Linked DNA regions of Mus musculus: region 2 is linked to region 1. Evidence: chromatin contacts called from public promoter capture Hi-C data. All regions are on one chromosome and are shown on one strand. The core of a region is the stretch at or near the end of the contact, and the rest is flanking DNA. Distances in the headings are between cores, read along the strand shown. Region 1 holds the start of Prss21 (protease, serine 21). Region 2 overlaps Pdpk1 (3-phosphoinositide dependent protein kinase 1).

Region 1 (5,175 bases), core at 1,370-3,869:
TGGTTCAGAAGTTAAGAACACTTTCTCCATCATGAGGACGAATTAGGATCCCGGTATTACTGAAAGGTTCACAAACACCTCTAACTTCAGCTCCTAGGGATCCCACACCCTCTTCTGTCCTCTGTGGGCATCTGCACACACACGCACATCACTGAGACATGCGTGCACACATACAAATCAAATCAAATACTTCAAATCCCTTTCTTAAACCTACACTCTTGGGCTAGGGAGCTAGCTCTAAAGGACCCAAGTTCAATTTCCAGCACCCGTATGGCAGTTCACTAATGCCTATAACTCCAGCTCTAGGGGAATCTGAGACACGCACCTGCAGGCAAAACACTCATATATATAAAAAAAAATAAAATAAAATGAAGTTTTTTTTTTTTTAAATTATGCCGTTGCCTTGATGCACCAGGGTCCCCAAGCCTGCAAGCCAAGCACGTGACCTGCAGGGAAGGAGCCGAATCTATTACTACGACGCTGGTTAGGGGGCATTGCAGAGATGGACCAGGTCAGAGAGAACTGAGCAGGGTCACTCCAGGATGTAAGAGCTAGGGCACCTAGAGGGAAACCGTTCTCAGTGCTCCTTGGGGTGGGGGTGGGGGCTTTGTGCAAGGGTTCCTGCTGAGCTGCAGGCAGGCACGTGATTAGACCTCCAAAGGGATTTCAGGGGTGCACCAAGAAGGAGTGTGCACAGTCGGAATTTTGGGTGGGTGGAGCAGGCAGAGTGAGTGTGTTTCCTGTCTCTCACTGATGATTGATTGGTGCCTGCCAAAGTGGGTAGATCATAAAAGCTGTGTTGTAGAAGCCATCCTACAGGCCCTATGAGGTCCCCACCCCTTCAGGCCTCCCTGGCACCTCTGAGTTCCTGTCTGGGAGGAAAGGACTAGCTCCTGTCCTTCTTGCAAGCAGAAGTAAGGAAAATAAACAAGAAAACGTTGAGTGAGCGAGAGGGGGCTCCGTGGGGCCTCAGAGCCCAGGGAGGGAGGGCTAATGTGAAAGGTTAGGGTAGTGCCCCTCTCCCCAACCCGTCTGTACCCAGCCTCACTCTCATCTTCTCCAATAGCCCCCCAGCCGGTCACCCAGCAGTCAGTTCGGTTCTCAAACTTGTACGTGGAGTTCAGGAGGCAGATGGGCTGGATGAAGTTATTGTAGGTGACTGGAGATGACAGCTTCAGCAGGGCTATGTCATTGGGATACTGCTCCGAGTACTTGGGGCTCAGGAAAATATCTTCTATTTGGTAACGGTTGGAATAGGCCTGTAGGTTCCAGAGAGATGGCCTGGATGTCAGCTCACCAAACTGGACTGTCCAGTCAAAAGGATCGTTATCCCTGACAGAGAAGGAGAGAGCAGTTCAAGCCACCTGAGCTCAGCTGGGCCTCTCTCTGAGGCGACGACTACCTCACGTTCATCCTTAGCATAACTGCCCAGTCCTTATGGGCCAAAAAGCCTCCTATAGGGGCCACAGAACCCAGAGAGGCTGGGCAAGAGAGCCCTTGCTCCCGGGCACTGAGTGAAGAAGCAGAAGAGTGGCTACCCCAGTGGTCCTGTGTCTGTTGGAGTAGTCCTAAAGACAGAAGGTGAGTCAGCCTAGGGGAGCCCCCAAAGGAGCTGTAGTCCCCAAAGGAGCTGAGCAAGTGTGGGGACTAGTGTAGGGATATTTGGGAAGGACTTGAAGGAAAAAAAGAGCAGTCAAAGCACTCAAAGGGAATGAGAATGTCCTGAAAGAACATTCTAGAAGAACTGGAAGAGGATTCCCTTTCAGGGGCAGTAATGTAAATCTTACAGATCTAACCCATTTCAGCTACTCCTGAGGCTGCACTAAAAAGCTTACCCAGGTGTCAAACTCAGGGCCAAGGTTACTAACCTTCCCACCCCTCAGCTGCCCAGGCTTGACTCCAGACTCACTTTTGGAAGCAGTGGGCAGCTGTAAGCACCCAGCGGCGGTTGAGCAAGGTTGCGCCACATAAGTGGTTGCCCCATACACGCAGGCTCCCTTGCCACGGCCAGCGGCCAAGCTCAGCATCATCGCCACCCACTATACGGGAAGGGATGGTCCTGTGACCGCAGGGCCCTGTGAGGAGGATCAGACCGGAGCAGAGATTTTTTTTTCCCCTCCCACCCACCACCACTGACACTTTTTAAGCCACGGGCAAGGAAAGGGAGGGACTTCCTGAGGGTCTGCTGGGACACCCTCCATATGATCGGTGTGCACCTGCCCCCAACACCCCCACCCCGGGGCAGGGGTGTGCGTTATTATCAAACACAGTTGAGTTCTCGATCCTGGGGCAAAGGAGAGGAATACTTGAGGTGCACCCCCGACGCAGGCCCACCACGCAGGAAAACACGTTCTGAGCACCTTACCTGACAATAGGTCGGGTTCCTGCAGTTCTGGGTGGAAGGGAGAGAAGAATAAGCGACACTTCGCCCTCACTTCCCCATCTGCCTGTCACTGCCCCCAGTCTCACAACAGTACCCCCAGAGCAGCTCACCGGGTTTCTCAGGATCCACCTGCAAATAGGTTGACTGTAAGGCCATCGCCGCAGTCGCCACAACCACCAGCAGTGGCACCAACGTCTTGCCCCGCGCGCCCATGGCCACCTCTCCTGCCACCTGGCACCCCCTCTTACTTCCTGCTACGCCAGGCCCGCGCCCACTCTGAAGAAGACGCCAATCCCTAGGCCCAAGGATTGTCTGGGGACCGTGGTGTCCTAACACTGTCTTCCAGGGCATCCATTATAGCTGTTGGTATGGCACAGCAACCTTAGTGAACGGGAGCAGTCCTTGTGTATTCTGAGCTCAGTGGGTGGCGGTTGCCTCCCCTGTTGCCTTCTGCCCCCTGCCCACGACTTCCTTCAGGATCAAGCTTAGCCAGAGATCCCCTCAGTTAGGTCCATGAGTAATACTTCTGAGGCCTGTCCCTGTTGGGATCAGCCAAGAACTTGCTCCTTCACAGGACTATATTGGCAAAACCGAGGCACCTGTGCTTTCTCCCTTAGCAGGCCAGCCCTGAGCCCTGCCGCCTTCGGCTACTGCTGCTTCTCTTTAATAGCCTTCCTCCTTGTCGCGTCTTTTTAAATATAGTTTCTTTTCTTTTTTCTTGTTCTCTATCTTTGTTGGTTTTGTCGTTGTTTGTTTTTCTTTTCGAGTCAGTGATTTATTTTGCATCCCACACTGGACACAAGTCTATGATTCGACTAGGTTTACAGACATGTGCCTCCTAGAATTTCTTCACACACACACACACACACACACACACACACACACACACACACACACACACACGTAAAGACTATCAAAAGATTTTAAGACTATCAAAAGATTATGAAGAGATATTATTATTTTGTTTTTCCATACAGGGTTTCTCTGCATAGCCCTGACTATCCAAAAACTCACTCTGTAGACCAGGCTGGCCTGGAACTCACAGAGATCTGCCTGCATCCTGGCTGGAATGAAAGGCGTGCGCTACCACCACCCAGCAGAGAGAAAGTTTTTAATTAAACATTTATTTTTCTCCTTTTTTGTGGGGCTTGTTTGGTTTTAGGGTTTTGTTTTGTTTTGCTTTTGTTTGTTTGTTTGTTTGTTTTATGGGGTGTTTGGTTGGTTGGTTTTGAGGCAGAGTCTTACTACAATAGCTCTGTCTGTCCTGGAACTCTCTATGTAGAACATGTTGGTCTTGAAGTCACATTGATCTTCCTGCCTCTGCCTCATGAGTGCTGAGACTAAAGCCATATGTCACCATGTTCAGTTTATTTTCTCTGAAAAAAAAAATTGCTTGTGAGTGTGTGTGTGTGTGTGTGTGCACGGGCTTCCACACGTGCATGCGCAACCATTTACATGTCCATATCGGAGAGGCAAAACCAGGGATTTAAGGCATACGGTGCCATGCCTGGCTAGCATGGGCTTAGTACATGCAGACATGGTGCAGCAATCAGACTAGGTTAAATGGTTAGATCCATACCATTCACCGTTTCTTTGTGCTGGAAATTTTCTCTCTACTATTCTGAAACAATGGTTGTTGCCCATAGTTCACCCCTCATGTTTTGGTACTTTAGAAATTACTCTTTCTACCCTGGGCCCCATCACTCAGCCCTCTCTCCACCACCCTCCTCTGCGGCACCCCTGACTCTGGCTACCTCTCTCTGGTTCTACACTTTGAGATTAACTTTTATGGTATTTGATTTTTGTTTCGGGTTTGTTTGATTGTGATGAGATGAACCTCGGGGCCTTGTACACGCTAGGCAGGGCCTTTCCCAATAAGCAACATGCCTGGCTCTTGGTATTTATCCTGTGTCTGATTTAATTCACTTATGCAATGTCCTATAATCTCATCCATCATGTTGCTGCAAAGGACAGGATCTTGGTCTATTTGTGGCTGAATAATATTCAATTATGTGTTTGTACCACAGTCTTTATCCTGCGTCCATTGACAGATGTCCCTGCTGAGCCAGTGTTCTGGCTGCTGTTCTGGCTGCTGTTCTGGCTGCTGTTCTGGCTGCTGTTCTGGCTGCTGTTTCAGTGAACAGGTTCAGACTGAAGGTCTGGGTTAAATATTTTTCATCTTTCAATTAATTTCTTTACTAATGTACAAATGTAGGCTGTGTCAATATTTTCATCCTGTGTGCACCATTGTGCTTCATGCATGTTCTCCCACAGTCTTTGCCCCTTCCCACTTTCCCACTGGTCCCCTTCCAAGTAACAAAATCTTACTGGAGGTCTAGAGAAAGAAGGCTCAGCAGTGAGGGGCACTTGCTGCTCTTGCCTAGGACCTCAGTTTGGCTCCCAACCCTCACAGGGCAGCTCACAAACATAGGTAAGTCCAGTTCTAGGAGATTTGACCTCTGATATATGTGGTATACACACACACACATTCATGCACACATATACACACATGCATACACATACACACACGTGCACACACATACACACACATGCACACATATACACACATACATACACACATAAATACATATACATACATACACACACATACATGCATATACACATATACACATACATAAATGCATATTACACACTCATAAATACACATATACACACATACATAAATACATATACACATACATATATACATACATACTGGCAAAAAACTCTTACACATACATTTTTTATTAAAAAATAGTATTTAAATTTAGATTCCACATGAATGAAAACAT
Region 2 (5,175 bases), core at 1,794-4,293, 250 kb before region 1:
AAAGGAACTAGGGCTAAAGCTGGAGGCTGATTACAAAGTGCCAGGGGCAGATCTCTTGTCTGGAAGGGAAGTACACTGTGCCTTGCAGGCCCTGAAACAACATTCTGATTCTCCAACTAGATTGTGGTGAGAGACATTTGTTGAATGAATTTAATTCCCAAGGAAAGATTCATGTTTAAGTGGCGGATAATATGATTTCAGATTAGAAACACAGTTATTCTTAGTTGTCAACTTCAATGAGAGTTAATTAATTTTAGCAAAGGAAAAGCAAGAACCTGTTGCTATTATTGTTTTCTGGTTAAGAATAGGTTGCACTTAGTAAAGCTTCTAAATAGATGTTCTAAATTTTACCCAAGATATTTTGACGGTGAAATGGGATTTTTGTAAAAGTTTATTTTATTTATTTTATGTGTATGACTGTTCTCATGTGTGTATGTGTACCACATGTATGCCTGTTGCCTACAGAGGCCAGATGAGGGTTTTGGATTCCCTGGAACTGATGTTACAAATGATTATGAGGCACCATGTCCATGTTAGGAACTGAATGTGGATTTTGTGTAAGAGCAAATGCTCTTACTCACTGATTTCTCCAGGCCTGGAAATGGAATTTTAAGTCCACAGGTTGGATTATCATGCTATTTCTAAAACAGTTCTCATAATTACTGATTTCTTCCTGTTCTGTACACAAATCTGCATTCTGAAGGTACTAGTTCATTTATCTGTTCTTTAGCAAATATCACTTAGTGTTTAATCACTCATTACAAAAGAAATTAATGAACAAATGACTGAATGAATGAACCTGGAAGTCCAAAAGGCTTTTGAGACCTCATGTTTTCTCATTGATAAGGTTCTTCAGAAACTCATGTCTGTTCCCACCAAGACCACCTGCCCACATCTTCTCCTCTCTAGAGCCTGTTCTGGTGGTTGTTCCTGCTGCTCCAGAGCATTCTTTATCCTTTGTAGCAGTTAAGGTTAAAAGTTGTTCAGGTTAAGAGTTAGTCTGTCCTTTCCTCAGAAATCATCACTGTTAACTCATTGGTAGGTTGTTGTGTACTGGATGTTGTTTTGTCTTGTTTCCCCCCAAAGTTGCACATGGATAAAAAAAAATTCTCCTTAGAGTGGCTGTATAATTGATGAACCCTCCTTCCTTCTTTTGAAAAAGGGCCTTACTATAAACTGTTGGCTTGACTGGAACTCTGTATTTAGACCAGGCTGGTCTTGAATTCAGAGATCTACCTGCCTCTGCCTCCTGAGTTTTGGGATTTGTTGGGGGTCTGGAGTTGTCTCACAAACCACATGAACACCAATCTCAGTCAGACAGGGATGGTTTATTGAACACATACCTAAAGATTGATCAACAAGGGCAACAGCTAAAAGCTTTGAGCTGAATATTTCTCAGGGCCAGCTTATAGAGGCCAAAACCACAAAACTACAATGAGCTCATACACAGGTGCTAGAAGTGCTACCTGGTGGTCAGCCCTGACTCAAGCCATTTTAGAAATAACAGTTGGAGCTGGAGAGATGGCTCAGTGGTTAAAAGCACTGCTGCTCTACCAGAGGTCCTGAGTTCAATTCCAGCAACCACATGGTGGCTCACAACCATCTGTAATGGGATCCGGTGCACTCTTCTACTGTGTGTCTGAAGACAGCTGCAGTGTACTCATATAAATAAAAAATAAATAAATCTTTTTTTAAAAAAAGAAGTAACAGTTCAGATTGACCGTTGATGGGTCCTATGTGAAGCCGATAGTTGTGAAATTTCTTAAGATTAACAAACCTCAGAACACAACAGGGTATGTATGTGGTCAACCTGACCCTGTTCTGTGTCAGTGACTGGCAGGCATATTACCGTAACAATATGAAATAGCTGACAGGCATGGAACAAAATGACTATAGCTATGCTAGGGAAGTAGCCTTCAATAGGATTAAAGGCATGGGCTGTCATGACTGACCTGATTTTTTTTTTTTTCCTTTTAAATACCTGAGAACCATCTTGTTCAGGAACATCACTACCCAAGCCTCTCTCGTTGGGCAGACCAGGCTGCCCATGCATGGTTAACTTGCTACCTACCAGGTATTTAGGGACTGAGGTGCTTTACCAATGTATGGTTCTACAGTTAGCAAAAATAAGCCTTTATGTACCTAGAAATTAGTCTCTACCAGAGGGTTAGTGAAGCTACTGTCTGAAGCTCCAGAAAACTTCTGATATGTGACTTGAGATAAGGCAGAGAAGAAACCCGCCAATTATTTGTTTTCTTTTGCCTTCATATTTGTTTGTATCAGTGTGTTTGCTGATCAAATGTTTGTTACGTTTAGCAATTTTGAGCTGCTTCATAGATTGATAATTTCTTAAAACACTCAGCAGAGCAATGTGTTGCATTCTTCTATTGAGTCTGGTTTTGGTGGACACAGGAGTAGTTTGCCAACATGTATGTCTATGTATTACATGCATGTTTGGTACCCTCAGAGGCCAGAAGAGGGCAACAGATCCCCTAGACCTGGAGTTAGGTGGTTGTGAGCCAGCATATGGGTGCTGGGAACCAAGCCTGTATCCTAAAAATGCATCCAGTTCTCTTAAGTGGTGAGCCATCTTTTCATTCCCATGACCCTCTGTATTTTCATCTAAGAATGAATATGTCACCAGGCATGGTAGTGCATGCCTTTAATCTTAGCACTTGGGAGACAGAGGCAGGTAGATCTCTGTGTGTTCTAGGACAGCCAGGCTTACAAAGAGAAAAACCCTGCTTCAAAAAACCAAATCAAACCAAAACCAAACCAAACCAAAGAAACAAAAAAAAGTATCTCATTAATTTTCCATGAATTTCTATTTAAATTTTTTTTACTACTTTTGTGTATGTGAACAAACATGTGCCATAGCATATGGTGTATTTCCTGTTCTGCTCAGGTACATGAATCTGGGAGAGCAGAGCCTAAAAATGAAGTGGACTAAAGTCTCATGCAATTGCCAACTTTATTCAGAGTTAAGAGGAGTCACCTGAGCAAAGTGTACAATCACAAGTACAAAAACCGCACATGGCAAAACCAGGTTTTTCTGTATGGACATAATGAATAACAACAGCTGGAGTCAACTCACTTGTATCCGGAGGAGACAAACACATTCCAAGAATAATTCCAGGCTATTGAAGAAACTGTAGTCAGAAGACTCTTGCCATGGTTTCTTTTCTCACAAGCACTCAGAATTCTTGGCTTGTGCTTAGATGGGTAAAACTCAGAGGACAGCTTGTAGGAGTCGATTCTCTCTTTCCTATGTGGGTTCTGGGGACATCAAAGTAAGGTCATCAGGTTTGATATGGCAAGCACCTTTACCCACTGAGCTATCTCACTGGCTCAGAGTTTCTGCTTCCTGAGAGTGAGATGGTTGAACTCAGTACTTGGGGTGGGGGGTGTCTGACCAGTTGCAAGTCCTCAGAGAACGTCAAGTGTATTCTACCAGTTCACTTAGAACCAGGATACCAAGGCATAGTAGGTAGGAGACTCCAGGAGGGGAGGTGCCACACTGACTTGTCCATATCTGGTATGAAATTGCCAGTGAGGCAGGCTGAACCTGCTGCTGCTCCTGCTGCTGCTCCTGTTCCTCCTCTTTCTCTTCCTCTTCCTCTTCCTCCCTCTCCTCCTCCTTTTGGTGGTGATGGGAGTGGTGGTTGTGGTAGGGTTTATCTCTGTAGCCCTGATTATCTTGGAATGTATCCTGAGACCTGACTGGCCTAGAGACCTCAGAGATCTACCTGTCTCTGCTTCCCAAGTTATGGGAATTAAGGCATGTGCCAACATGTCTAGCTGAAGCTTCCATTCTTAATTGCAAAAGTGAGTGACTAGGAATTAGGGTTTTTATTTTGTTTCTTTTGTTTTTCGAGATAGGGTTTCTCTGTAGCTCTGACTGTCTTGGAACCCACTCTCTAGACCTGGCTGACCTCAAACTCACAGAAATTCACTTGCCTCTGCCTCCTTAGTACTGGGATTAAAGGTATGTACAACCACCACCTGGCTGAGAATGTGGTTCTGGAAACAACAAGGTGTCTGTAGGACAGGCATAGGTTTGTTTGCTTGTTTATTTATTTATTTAAGACAGGGTTTCTCTGTGTAGCCCTGGCTGTCCTGGAACTCACTCTGTAGACCAGGCTGGCCTCGAACTCAGAAATCTGCCTGCCTCTGCCTCCAGAGTGCTGGGATTAAAGGCGTGCACCACCACTGCCTGGCTGGTTTATTTATTTTTATGTGTATAAATATTTTCCCTGTGTGCATATATGTGCACCATATGTACATCTGTTGGATTTCCTAGAACTCGGGTCAGAGATCTTTGTGAGCCACAATATGGATGCAGGGAATCAAACTGGGATCCTCTGGAAGAGCAAGCAGCCAGTGATCTTAACTGCTGAGTCATCTCTCCAGCCTTGAGGTGTTTTTGTTTGTTTGTTTGTTTGCTTGCTTGCTTGCTTGTTTTGTTTGCTTTTGATGAGATCTTGTCGTATAGCCTTGGCTGTCCTGGAACTCTCTATGTAGACCAGGCTTGGTCCTGGTCCATCTGCCTCTGCCTCTGGAATGCTGAAATTAGAGATTTTTTATTATTGTTTGTCTTTGAAATGTAGTTTTACCCAGACTGATTTGCTCAAACTGCTGGTGATACTGTTAAGTGCTAGGGGCACATATGTACACCCAGCTGTGGTGAATGAGGTGCTCTGACTTCCAGAGAGAAGAGGGATAGTAGACTTGCTTTTTGTTGCTTTAAATTTCAAAATTTGTTGAGTAACCAGAAACGTTAGCTTACCATGATTTTGGGTTATCATATTGGCAGCAAAGTTGATGGGGCTATACCTCAAGGGGGTGACTCACCGCCTGACCCAAATCAGCTAGGTTTTCTGAAGACAGCAGGGCCCCCTTGGCATGTGGCCCTCTGGGCAGTGCGTGTCTTAACAGACTGTGGTAACAGTCTGAAAGAGCTATGTATGATGCTTAATCACCCACCTAAAAATGATACAAGATATGCTGTTTCTAATAACAGCTGTAGTACAATAAGCATGTAGACTCTACACTTGAAGGCTTTTTTCTTCAGGCATTCCATTTCGTAGCTGATGCTTTAAAATGTGATATTGCAACTATCATTACCTTTTACTACAGAAGTAAAGTCAGTCATTAAAACCATAGTGATGGTTGCAT

Evidence for each region. Promoter capture Hi-C pulls out the DNA fragments that hold promoters and counts their contacts.
Region 2: a contact with region 1 is called in a promoter capture Hi-C map of cranial neural crest. The contact joins the enhancer-like site here to the promoter of Prss21 in region 1. A contact is called at or near these places in 9 of 39 promoter capture datasets (the 3T3-L1 cell line, the C10 cell line, the HPC-7 cell line and 5 more), 1 of 15 datasets of contacts at CTCF or cohesin (the NIH/3T3 cell line) and 1 of 484 Hi-C or Micro-C datasets (embryonic stem cells).

What each region holds. Positions count from the first base shown.
Region 1 is chr17:23,865,516-23,870,690 of GRCm38.p6, reverse strand. Prss21 (protease, serine 21) reads right to left here and starts at 2,619. Exons shown (of 6, transcript NM_020487.4): 1 at 2,494-2,619; 2 at 2,366-2,392; 3 at 1,910-2,075; 4 at 1,049-1,332. The coding sequence starts at 2,596.
Region 2 is chr17:24,119,344-24,124,518 of GRCm38.p6, reverse strand. All of the region lies in intron 1 of Pdpk1 (3-phosphoinositide dependent protein kinase 1), which reads left to right. Among named protein-coding and RNA genes, the nearest start is that of Gm33409, 20 kb to the left of the region's middle. Within about 2 kb of position 3,043, at least 13 of the 459 cell types and tissues checked have an H3K27ac peak or open chromatin away from gene starts, as enhancers often do.